2 separate regions of the Mus musculus genome follow, and region 1 is linked to region 2. A link is a contact called in public HiChIP or PLAC-seq data. All regions are on one chromosome and are shown on one strand. Each heading gives the region's core, a stretch centred on a gene start, on an enhancer-like site or on the middle of the called end of the contact. The rest is flanking DNA. Distances are from core to core; before and after follow the strand shown. Region 1 has its middle 36 kb from the start of Gm33959. Region 2 overlaps Ppp1r9a (protein phosphatase 1, regulatory subunit 9A).

Region 1 (5,984 bases), core at 1,164-3,663, 430 kb before region 2:
TCCCCAACAGTGTGTAGTATTCTGCAAGACTTCCCCAGACACTATCAAATACTGTCCAAACCAGAGTTTCTGGAGTGAGCCCAGGATACCCACATTGTTAATCAGAGTAGCAAGATAATTCTCACATACTCTGGAAATCCAGGTATGCTGTTGTCCCCACATTCTAAGATGGTCCTGTACTTTTCTCCCACAATATTTAGGACGGTAGCACTCAGAGTGTGGACTCTCTAAGCGGCTTTAAAAAGAGAACATGTAACAGCTCATTGAACACGTGAGCAATTAATTTTGGAACAGTTGCAGTATTACAAATGTGATTACTTATTGCAAACCCAATTAATCCAGTCAGGAGGAATGTTAATTACAAAGGAGTGTGAAAATTAGCATGAGTGCATGACTAAGTGCCCAAATTTTAGCTTATTATATTGTCTGCTAATTTACTTTCAGGGTCCTTCTTGGGGAAGTCTCATGAATGTTTGTGCACATGAACGATAAGGAAACATTAGTCCTCACACCAGCCTTGATTAAATCATCTTGGGACTTTCCCAATTAGAAAAACTCACAGCTTTAGAAATGGCTACCCTGGCATTTTAAATAGAGTTACTGAAATTTGCATCCAAGAATGTGTTAATGACATCAAATATTTACAAGTAACATTTTTACTACTCAAGTAATGGTCTTGAAGCTACATGGTTAGCTATTAGCTACTTGGAGTTAACAAAATCATCGATCTTCTTCTACTTGCCCCACACAAGACCTTCAGGGAAAGCCACAACTCCTATCTCCCTCCCATCTCCAGAGGGCGCTTCAATTCACCCAAAACCTTGAAATGGCTAACAGCCACTCACAGCATTACTCCAAGAAGGTAGGAAAAAGCCCAGAATGAGATAGGCAGGAAAATGAAACACAAAGCAAGTCAGAGCGTAACCGATTTTAAAAAATGAAATGAAATAAAACTCAAAACAGTAATCTCATTTCTTGTCTGAGCAATGAAATATGAATCAAAACGAATCCAGATATAATAGAGAGCAATTGGGAAGGTGGCCAAGCTCCCACGAAACCAGCCCTCCAACAGAAAATTTACTAGGGTTGTGTGTTGGTGACCAACCCCTTCTAGATATAAGGGTAAATCAAGGGGGAAAGTCTAGCTAAGTTGATGTGCTCGGCTTCTCCCTTGTGAGAATTTAAGCCTGGGAGGAGAGAACAGTGGAGCTGTTGATGAGAAGGCAAACCAAAGGAGATAATCAACGATGACTATCAGCCCCACACCAAGCGTCCCTGGGCAGCACTAGGCTTGGTGGTGTTTCTTAAACTCAAATAATCATTTGGAATCTTCTCACCAGCGTCCCTTTGTGCTTAAGTGAGAAAAATTTCTTGATGTTGAACAAAACAAAAGTATCTTAAAATAGTCAGAATATAGACTACAAGAGAGTATCCAAGCAAGCAGAAACAAGAACCGACCTTTGAGATGGTTGCAAAGATAAAGCACCTGGGAAAAGAGCATTTGGGGGAATAATGGATGTTTGTCATTTGTTCATTTACTGAGAGCCAGGGAGGCACTGACGGCATTTGTCCCTCACTATCTGCTCAAAGATGTTTATATAATGATAGCAAACAGCCTTGAAAGACAGAGATAGTGTTTGTCTCCAGAGCAAAGAGCAAGTGCCTGTCCAGTATGTCAAAGATAATGTCTCTCTCCAGGACACATCACACAGGTTGGCTCACAGCACATTGTAAAAGACTTAGCTTCCAGATGAGGTATTACTCAACTGTGACACGTCCACTTGGGTTACTCAACCATGGTCCCTGTGGGACGTGAGGGGCAAAGAACCCTAAAGCAAGCATAAAGCTCACATTCCTTGCCTTCTTGAAATAAAGTCTTTCATCTATGTGACCCCAGGAGTCACATGTCTATGTCAGCATTTATTAAACGGTGGCAGGCCAATATCTTAGCGTCAGAAATCTAGAAAATGTTCAGGCCCTTCACGGTTTGTTACAAACATTGCAAATAATTCATCTCAGAATGAAGCCTCTTTTACTCTGTATTCCTGTCTTTCAAGTTGCCTAGCAACTCCCTGGTCACCATCGATCTAACAATCTGCAGTCACCATGCCATGTAGAAAAGTGTGACGCAACCATTTGCTTCTGGAGATTGCTTGAGTTCTCTTCTCTGCCTAACAACCACTGCAGACATTAGCGAGCTTGATAATTTTATGTTGAGCTATTGTTATTTGAGAGCAGTAGCCATGAAAACGACCGTACAGTGCCATGTTCATACAGTTACAGTAGCTGATATTCAAATCCATAGCCAACTTTTGTTTGTTCCATCTGTTTTATTGACTGGTAGATACCAGAGACCCACTTGGAGAAGTTCAAGCCAGGGAGCATGCATAGGGAAATGAGCTCAGGACATCCTGCTGTGATCAATTCCTTTGTTCAGGCCATAATGTAGCTCCAGGGAGCTCCCTAGCAGGAACTTGTGACTTTTCAGCCCTCTCTTCCACAAGCTCCACCTTTTATCTGGTTTGTCTTCCTCCTGTGTATTTGTTCTTCAAATTTGGCTATTATAAAATTTTATCCCTCTTCTAATTCTGTGAAAAGGATTCAGTCTCGCTCACACAGCCCCAGCAACCTCTAGATTGGTATCTTTTGAGTTAGACAGCCCTTCCTAAACATCCACAGATTACTAAACATGGCTACCTGGACAACGGAGGGCATAGTAAGGCAATCTTTAAGGAGATGAAGCTGTGGAAGCAACAGCACAAGTACCAGCTCGAGTACCAAAGCCTCTGTGTTCTAGGTAAAATAGAAACAGCCCCGAATTCAGATGTTCAATGTGAACACTCATGTGCCCTTCTCCCAATCTTCCCATTTCCTGTCTCTTCTGAAAAAAAAAATACATATTTGTCTCCACAAATGCGAAAATTCTGTCTTCTCATTAAATCTTAAAATACAAACAGGTCTTAGATGGACATTTTTAAAAAGTTTGGCAGTGAGGCAGATCCAAAGAACACGACACACCATAGGGAAGCAGAATGCTGAAATACAAAAGAAGAAAGGTACAACTACTTTAGTAAAGTCAGAGAATAAGCCGGGATATCGGAGAAAGCTTGTACTTCCAGCACCTCGTACACAGAGGCAGGAGGGTAGCAAGTTCAAGGTCAGCCATGGCTAAACTAAGGACATCGTCTCAAAAAAATTAAGATGAAAAGAAAACAGAGAGACAAGAAGAGAAGGATACAGGAAAAGACAGAGAAATGAAAGGAGGAAGAGTTAGTAAGGGGAGAAAGGAAGGGAAGAGATTAAAGGTCAGAAAGCCCAGAGAACAAAGATCCCATGGCTATACTTCTTTGTAAAAAATAAATAAATAAAAAAGTTCTGACAAGAATTTAGGCAAAAGGTGTCTTCATATACAATTACAGTAAGCATTAACGAGTTCAAATTTTTTGGAAAGAAACTACCAGTAAAGAGCTAAAAGCTTAAAAGTGATTATATTTCTAACACATTTTATTTCACACCCTACATGTTGGTAAGGGGCAAATCTTTGGTTTTTCAAAAGTGTTTTGCTCACAGAGCCTGTAAGACAGTCTTGGCATAAAGGAGTGTGACTCTAGCTTTCTCTCCACTGCTTGGTCCAGAGCAGCTTCCAGCTGAAGGCCAGAATGGCTTGTCCAGAGCATCCTATACCACAGCGGGCCAACCCCACTGTCCAGAACATCACACATCTGAAGGCAAGGGGTGCACATCACAGAAACACCACAGGAAGCCCAGGCAGCTGCTAGCTTTGGGAGGTGCCATGACTCTTGTCGGCACAAATCCGAGAGAGAGAACAAGAAAGAAAGGCCCAGCTCTCAAAAAAGAAAAAACAAAACAAAACAAAACAAAACAAAACGAACTCTGAGCTGTGACCACTACTCATTTAACCCTCTGAACAGATATGACGGCAAATGGTCTGAAATAAAGATTTTGTGTGTGTGTCTGTGTGTGTGTGTCTGTCTGTGTGTGTGTGTGTGTGTGTGTGTGTGTGTGTGTGTGTGTGTGTGTACGTTTTCTTGCTTTTACTTCCATCAAAGACAAGCCCTAACAGGTTGCCAAAAGAAGGCCACCACTTGTCCTTCCTACATGTTCTTAGCAACAGAGGGGTAAATGAATCTCAGTGACTGACTCTCAACAGCCTTGAGTACATGTGCAAAAATAAGAGCTGACCCTAACATCGTGGCTCAGGCCAGTTGTCTTGGCTTTATTTATACCAACCTTGGAAATTAACCAAATGCCTAATAATAGTGGACTGGTCAGCACAGACGTGGGGCAACCATGTGATGGATGGTGGGACAGTTATTTTGAATGTTCTCAAAGTATAGTTAATGATGTGGAAAAGTTAACAACCATGCTTTAAAACAAACAAGTAAAGCACAATAGAATTGCTTCTAGTGCAGACGTTACGGAACTAGCACGCAGTGAGGAAAAAAAATCTTACCCAGTCAGTCAATATTACACTTGAAGATCTCAGAGGAGATCCCAACCGCCATGTGCACTACATGATTCTTGTTTTATACTGGATAGCTGCCTCTATGAATGAGCATCCGAAACTACTTGGTTGAAAATTAGGCCATATTGCAAAGGAAATACTTATATTTATGTAATGCATTTTATATAGTATTTATATTATAAATATATTTGCAAAATTATTTAAATTTACATATTTATATAAATTCATAAATCATACATTTATATTGTATAATATATTTATTTTATTATTTATAAAATATATAAATTTATATAACTTTAGAATATTTATAAAAATAGTATAACATATATTTATGTATTATATATTCTATCTATATATTAGACAGAGAATTGATAGAATATATTCTCCATCAAAATAGTAGTCACTGGTACAAAAATACACATACTATGACAGATAAAGAAAATGAAATTGATTTAAAAATATCAAATTTTAATGATCATCTCTTGGTTATTCTAGAGCATACATTCATTAGGAAAATAAAGAAAGAAATTTAAAATAAAAGTAAAACTTTACAAATGTATTTAAATCATCTTTTACACACAGCACATGTGTGAATAGTGTATAGTGAATAGTGTGTACCTCATTATATGCAATGTAAGTTTAAGCATTGTGTTTGATGCAGATATGCATAAAAATCCAGAAAGCATATGTACAAAAACATTTATATCCATCATCACTAATGACACAATAGATACTGCCAGACAATGAGTTCTTTCATCTTTCTGTAGCCTTCAGAAGCATTAAATGAATATATATTGCTTTCATTATAAAGAAAAATGATTATTTTAAATGGCATTCACAAAACACTGGTATCTTTAACATTAAGCTTTACTTTATTATAAATGCTTAATTCATAGTTTTCAGTGGACCAATTCTGCATCAAAAGACAAATGATGTAGTTAAAATTTTACGCTCAATAAATTCTAAGAATGCATCTGTGGTCAAGGATGTTTCAGTCCACAGGATGAGATTACTCTACCTTAGAAAAACAGAACTTTAGAGAAAACTGAGCGGAAAACAGGAAAATCTCTGAACACGGTTCTGAACATTAAGTGGTTCTTGTTAAGACTAAAAAAATTCTATCTAGGTATGTATTATGTAAATAGAGCAGTGAGGTCTATAAAGAATTGCTTCAGGGGGACTTTCTAGGCTTCCATAAATCCCTACTGTTTAGGTGCTTCCCTGAAATACCATTAAGACACTCATCACCCCAGTACCTTCTCTCCCATTCATAAAAGATGCACGGACGCATTCATGTAAGTGGACATGTCTTACTGAAATACAAATGTCACTCTGGCAGGTCCGATTCCACAATGGGAAAGAGTAAACGCCTCGTATGAGGATTTAAATGAGGTCAGTTAAAATTCCTCCTTGATTATGCAAAATTACTAGTGGCTGAGCCATTGTGTCAGATGTGCAATGAAGATTAAATTGTAAGAGTGCACTGTAAATTATCGGC
Region 2 (6,343 bases), core at 368-2,867:
GGGAGAGACATGAATTGGTCTCTGTCTAAGAGAATGTAGCCCCAGACAGAGTTTCCTCTTTGAATTTAACTGTATTTACTCGGTCTGAATTTCTTTGAGATAACAATGCTGCTGTTTTGGAATTTAGCCTCTCTTGAAAGACATTTTTCATATTAGCACATTATATCCAAAGTATTTCATGCTAAATAGTTAAAGTTGAAAAGAGTCTCAGGCACAAATATCTAGATTAATTGTGTCAAAGTTAATTTTGTACTTTTAAATGTGGAAATTACAGGAAGTCTCTTTTGTGGCTTAGTGTACTTAGTCTTTCTCAATGATTGTGGTTTTTCTTTCTGTAGGAAAGTCTGTCAGATTTTGGTCTGTTTATGAGCTACTGGTTGTAGGGAAATAAAGATGCTATCTGTTTTTGTGGTCTTCTTTAACCAGAACTATCAAGTTAAGACTTAATATGGAGGTTCAGAATAGTAGCTATATATTTGTATATTTTCATGTCTGTGTCACAGATTCTTTAAAATAGGAGCCATATATGCAACAAAGACATACATATAAGACAAAGGCATACACACACACACACACACACACACACACACATGTGTGTGTGTGTGTGTGTGTATTATATATGGATATATTATATATCCCTATTCTCTTGTATAATTTCTTATTTTTATTTATTTAATTTGAATGTTTAATCACATATTTACTACTAATCAGGAATTATTATCAACCCTGGCATTTGAAAACTACCCTACTAGAAGGAACAACTGCCCCATTAAAATAATTCACAGTTGGGTGGCTTTAGATTCTAAAAGAGGCTCAACTTAGTGAGTCAGGCTTTAGCTTGGCAGGAGAGCACTTTCCATCCATTCCTCTTCCTTGTGAAGGACTTAGAGGAAAATGCGTAGAGCAACATTTAAAGCTATGAACATTTGAAAAATAGCTAAAATCTTAGCTCAAGGGGTTAATATACAGTGTACACATGGAAACACACACATATGAATAAATGTATATGTCTGCAATTTAAGATACATAAAATAGCCACATAATTTTAAGAAAGCACTTCAAAATGGTGTTAGCTCCATATTTTCAATGAATCAAGAATATAATAAAGGTGGCAAAATACATTTCGTGAGGGTTGGGGCACTAGATCTAAGAGCAGGTTCCTGGCAGTGGGCATGACAGTATACTCCCTTTTAATGAAAGGCACGACTAAGGTCACCTGGGAAAGAGACTTCAGAAAGGGAGGTTACGCTAACGTGTAAGAGTGTAGGAAGCACGGATATTGGATTATATCTGAATATCGGATTGAGCAGGTTTCCCTTCAGCTGTGCGGCCTGCATTTGAATTCTGTTGTGAAAAAAGAAAGAACTGCTGGTTCGTTTCAGGCCGCTGTCTTTCTTTCATTGCTATGTGGAGTACAACTTAGGAGCTAGTGTAAGGGGATGTATGACCAGTTGGAAAGTAACAGTGTGGGGCATATGCATCAAGATGTCACTTAGTCAGGCTCGCCTCCAGGACAAAAGGACATCTCCAAATGGAGGAAGCAGTTGTCCTGACTGCAGCTCAAACCTTCTCTCAAGGTCACAACCTGCAGTGTCTTTTCCTTTGCTTTTCTTTTTCCTTTGAACTGAGCTTTTCAGATGTAAAGAAAGCTTTAGGGCTTAGCTTGCTTGTGGTTTAGTACTGGAGTGACAAGATACCCAGCAGGAAGCCCTGAGCTCTACTCCAGATACAAAGAACAGGAAAAAACAAAACAAAACAAAACAAAACAAAAACCAAAAAACAAACAAACAAAAGCTTTCTTCATTCTGAAGAGACAAAGTCAGGGTTCCAGGGGCAGAGGGAGACTCAAGAACTTTCTCATAGAGTTCCTTGGATGGGAAGTGAGAAGTGGAAACAGTTATGGGCATTATAAAATCATATTTAATAAAGGACCATGGCATATAAAAGGTTTATGAGCATAATCTGGCATCAGAGAAATTAGTGGTAAAGTTACAGTGTCCCTATCATTAGATGCACCATTAGAAGGGCGTGCAGATGGAGTCATAGGAGCAGTGACACAGAGTTGGGGTGAATGTCAATATGAGCATCATTTAATATTTAATATGACAATTGCTTAAAAAGTTAATCACCTGGCCTCCAAGGCATATTCCATTCCTGGTTGTGGACATAAGAGGGACAAGAGTGTACCCACATAGATGTGATATTCACACACATCTTTTATTTGTAGTAGTCAAAACTGGAAACAACCCAAGTGTCATCATGAAGGGAGTGGATAGCAGTGTTCTATCTATTCGGTGGTCCAATTCTCAACAACAAAAAGAAGTAAGCCTCATCCATCAATCCCAAATTGCATTTAAATGAAACTCCCCACAAAGGAACGTGTGTTGAACATACTACTTAGGCATAGCTCTAGAAAATCTAAAGAATTCTTCAGTGGCATAAAGCTGGACAGTTTTGTGTAGCTCTGGGGGTAGAGAATGGATTATAAAAGATGCACTAGCCACTTTGCGAGGTGGATTGTCGAGATACTGATAGAAGCAGCAGAAGGCAGAGGGAAGGAAGGGCTTGTTGTGGATCACTAATTGGGTAGATGGTCCATCCTGGGGAAGGAGTGGCAGAGAGAGGCTCTAGCTGTGACGGCATGAACATGCGTCTGCTGGTTGCATTTTGTTTGGAGTCAGGAAGCAGAGACAGAGATTGATGCTTAGCTGGTGCCTCCTCTTACCATCTTTTTATAATTTTAACCCAAAACCTCATCCTAATGGGAAGGTACTCTCTCCACACTAGGATGGGGCTTTCCCCGTTGGTTAACCTTCTCTGGAAAGGCTTCACGAATATGCTCAGATGTGGTTTCTTAGGTGACTCTGAATCCAGTCATAATGACAGAATCCAGTTATGTTGACAGTAGAGATTTAGAACCAGCATGCAGGGGACAGGTATGATGGTAAGGATGGCTTCTTGGCTGGATATGATCCGAACTCATTTGACTACTTCAAATTGAGTCTTAAGACATAGACAAATGAAAATATTTCAAATATTTTGTTTTGTTTTTGAGAAATTGTAGGTTCAGCTGTGTCATATAAAAGAGTTTCACTTGTCTTTGCTTCCTGTGCGTTTTATGGCTTTCCATGAGTTCTCTCCACCGAGTGCACTTTTAATGTCATTTATTTTCATTTATTTAGACTTTAGAATAAGCTTCCAGAGTTTGTATTTCATTCTTTCCTGCCTTGTAAATTTAGAGCCCTGAGAGATCATCACAGGGCCTTTTTGGAATTCTATCTTGTGACTGTGGATAAATTATCTTTACTATGCTGCATTGTCTTGGAGCACTAGAAGCAGATCAACAGTATCTAAGCAGAGATCATGTTTAGTCTTTTCAGATAATGTGGTTCTCTGATGCCATGTTGACTAGTCAGAGTAAAAGCAAATCAAAGGTGCAAATCCAGTCTGGATTAGCTAGGATTTATAATCATGAATATAGATAAAATTAAAAGAAAATATAAAACGTGAATTTGCATTTTATAGTAAATATTTGGAATAACTTAAAATATTGATCACAAATGCTCTGCTGAAAGGAAATTTAAAATTTAATAAAATGTGACACATTCTGTTTTCGCAATATTTTGGAAATGGAGGCAGAATGATCAGGGCAGCATAGTCTCACTCTTGCAAAAAGTTGATAGTAAATTTAATGTAGTATTCATATACATGTAGTTAGCTTAGGTAAATTTTAATTTGAAGTCACAGTGATTTAAATATCAGATATGCTTTCTAGGATTATAAAAAAGATACTGTGGTTGTCTAAATAGACAGTAAGTTTTCTGTGCAAGATTCAAACAAATCTGCTTTTTTATATATTAAAAACAAATGCCTTCTTTGAGGTTTAACACTCAAAATATGTTCCTGAGTTCTACTCTAGTGTACTTAATACACAAAGACCATTCTGTTTAACATACACAAATGAGTTTGGCACCCAGATGTTCCCTGGCGACAGGAATGGGGCACTGCAGCGGTAGCGTGAGGTGGGGCTGCATTGACATAATGGCCTCTTTGAGTGGAGCCTGCAGCAGGAAGGTAGCTTTGCTGAGCAAACGTTGTGCTTTCACTCTTTCACCCATGCTTGAGCAAACAAGGAGTTCCGTGTGAGCAGTCTGCTTGCCAGTCGGTCCCAAGAAAGCCTCAGAAGGTATTCTTAAAGAGCCAAGGCAAACAGCTTCTGTTTTGGGTGCATGTATCACAGCTGAGCCTTCTGCTTGAAGAGCCTCATTTAATCCTTTCTGCCTCTGGGAGGGTGCTCCCAAACGCTGTCCTAGACACTGGAGCATTGATGAGCACAGACATATAGAGGCTCTGTGTGCTCTTTCTACCAAGTCCTTCCCGCTCACACTGCTGTCACGGTCTTTTTCATACGGCAAGGCCATAAGCCTTAAAGGAGGGTAAACATCGTTGAATGGCACCCTTGCTATCACTATTAGCAAGTCTTGTGTGAAGGAACCTTTCTGGTGTTCTGAAATGTGGGCAAGTTTTGAGCCCATTGGAAGTCAGTCAGATTTTCATTAGCATTCAGAGAAGTATTACCTAGCTTCCATGTTGACATTTTCAACCAAGATGTTTCTGTTGTCCCCACTCCCGATTTTCCCCCCTCCAATATCCCACTTCCCCTCGGGCTTCCTTTCTGCTTCCGTGTTACATATTCTTTTGCCTTACCCTACCCTCTCACTTCCTCTTGTTCCCTTTCATGGTATCTATCTTCATAACCTATGTCCCTCTCATACCAGGCAATTAATTATGGTATTAAATTGTAAACAATTCAAACACAATTTGAAATGATATTTAACAGTTTTATCATAGTTGAATAAAAGGAGCCCAGAAGGCCTGTTTAGTTCTAGGTAATTATAAAAGCCATGTGTGTTATGACTTGTTTTTCTTAGTAAGTTTGGTAAATAACTACTAGGTATGGCAGATTCATGACATGCTGTTGTTAAAATTGTCACAATTAATGCCCACGTATGGAATATTACCTAACCAAGTCCTGGAGTCGCCTATGTCAAAACTCTGTTTTTATATAGACCATAGTTGTTTGCTTTGAGCAAAATTATTTGGGCCACATTTTGACTTCTTATTTCCAGTTCACGCGTTGAGAATCAGAACTGATATTCATTGCTGCTGACATACCTTGCGTCTATCTGTTTTATTGTTACTGAAGGGCAGAAAGTGTTCCCGAGTGTGGCAGCTTGAGTAGTCTTGTGCTCATGCACTGTATCGCTGTGTGTTGCCCGTGACATTGGCTGTGTAGAAGGATCTGGGGCTGCATCCTATCTCGACCATCACTTACTCTGTCCCCTGTCTCAGATTATCCTTCAGTTCTAAGATTAAATCTCTTTTTGCAAATGTTCCCATGTTTAGATCCCAGCTCTGGGATTCAAGCCACCAGCAGGATAACACTGTACAGTTGTCTCAGAGCACGAGCTTCTCTAAAATAGTGATGTGTGTGTGTCAAGGTAAGAACGCAAATGAGAGGTATTTACTGAAATTACAAATTTCCAATCAGCTAGTAAGACGCTCTTACGGAAACCACCATTCAATCCTACTTTTAGGTTGTTATTGAAATCAACAAGTTGAGTAAGCTGAGCTTGCTCAGCATGCAGTGGTGCGCTGGATAGCCAGGAGGTGCTGCAGGGTTTGGAACTCCTCCCAGCCTGCTGGGGGCCAGAGCGGCTGTGCTGCTGGGTTCTGGGTTGTTTGCACTGATGTCCAGTTAGGCTTCTAAAACTTCACAGTTTCATATTTTTCAGCATTTTCTATTTCTTTTTGTTTGTTTGTTTTTTTGTTGTTGTTGTTGTTTTTTCGAGACAGGGTTTCTCTGTGTAGCCCTGGCTGTCCTGGAACTCACTCTGTAGACCAGGCTGGCCTCGAACTCAGAGATCCGCCTGCCTCTGTCTCCCAAGTGCTGGGATTAAAGGTGTGCGCCACCATGCCCGGCGAGGCATTTTCAATTTCTAGGTTAGGAGTGCTAGTCTGTATTTCGTTATGTACCCCTAAAAACTTTATTGATTGTTTTGTTGAAAAATGTTTTCATATAACTTTGTTTTGCACAAATTGAGATCAGGGAAAGAGACTGACCCATATTTGCATATTATAGATGTTGGTTTTCTAGACACTAATCTAATGACACTTTGTGTCACACAGTAGAGGTTTCCAAGATTGGATCTGAAATTCATATCATTGAAATGATGACAAAGATAAGAACGTGGTACTTTCTCAAAGGCGTTGGCTCTGCTGCCAACCTGTAGAAAGTGGCCCACCATCTCCTAAGTCTGTTCTATAAGACAGGAGCATTTGG

Evidence for each region. HiChIP or PLAC-seq counts read pairs in DNA pulled down with a chosen protein or histone mark.
Region 1: an H3K27ac HiChIP or PLAC-seq map of embryonic stem cells shows a contact between it and region 2, with 4 times the contacts expected there. The contact joins two enhancer-like sites. A contact is called at or near these places in 1 of 484 Hi-C or Micro-C datasets (muscle stem cells), 2 of 115 datasets of contacts at active chromatin or transcription factors (both in embryonic stem cells) and 2 of 9 other capture datasets (embryonic stem cells and embryonic tail).

The regions. Positions count from the first base shown.
Region 1 is chr6:4,548,293-4,554,276 of GRCm38.p6, forward strand. No RefSeq gene overlaps it. Among named protein-coding and RNA genes, the nearest start is that of Gm33959, 36 kb to the right of the region's middle. RefSeq lists an enhancer at 5,245-5,984. Within about 2 kb of position 2,414, at least 24 of the 459 cell types and tissues checked have an H3K27ac peak or open chromatin away from gene starts, as enhancers often do. A contact at or near this core is called in embryonic stem cells, where this site is marked.
Region 2 is chr6:4,978,759-4,985,101 of GRCm38.p6, forward strand. The region is part of intron 2 of Ppp1r9a (protein phosphatase 1, regulatory subunit 9A); the gene reads left to right. Among named protein-coding and RNA genes, the nearest start is that of Gm52886, 73 kb to the right of the region's middle. Within about 2 kb of position 1,618, at least 19 of the 459 cell types and tissues checked have an H3K27ac peak or open chromatin away from gene starts, as enhancers often do. A contact at or near this core is called in embryonic stem cells, where this site is marked.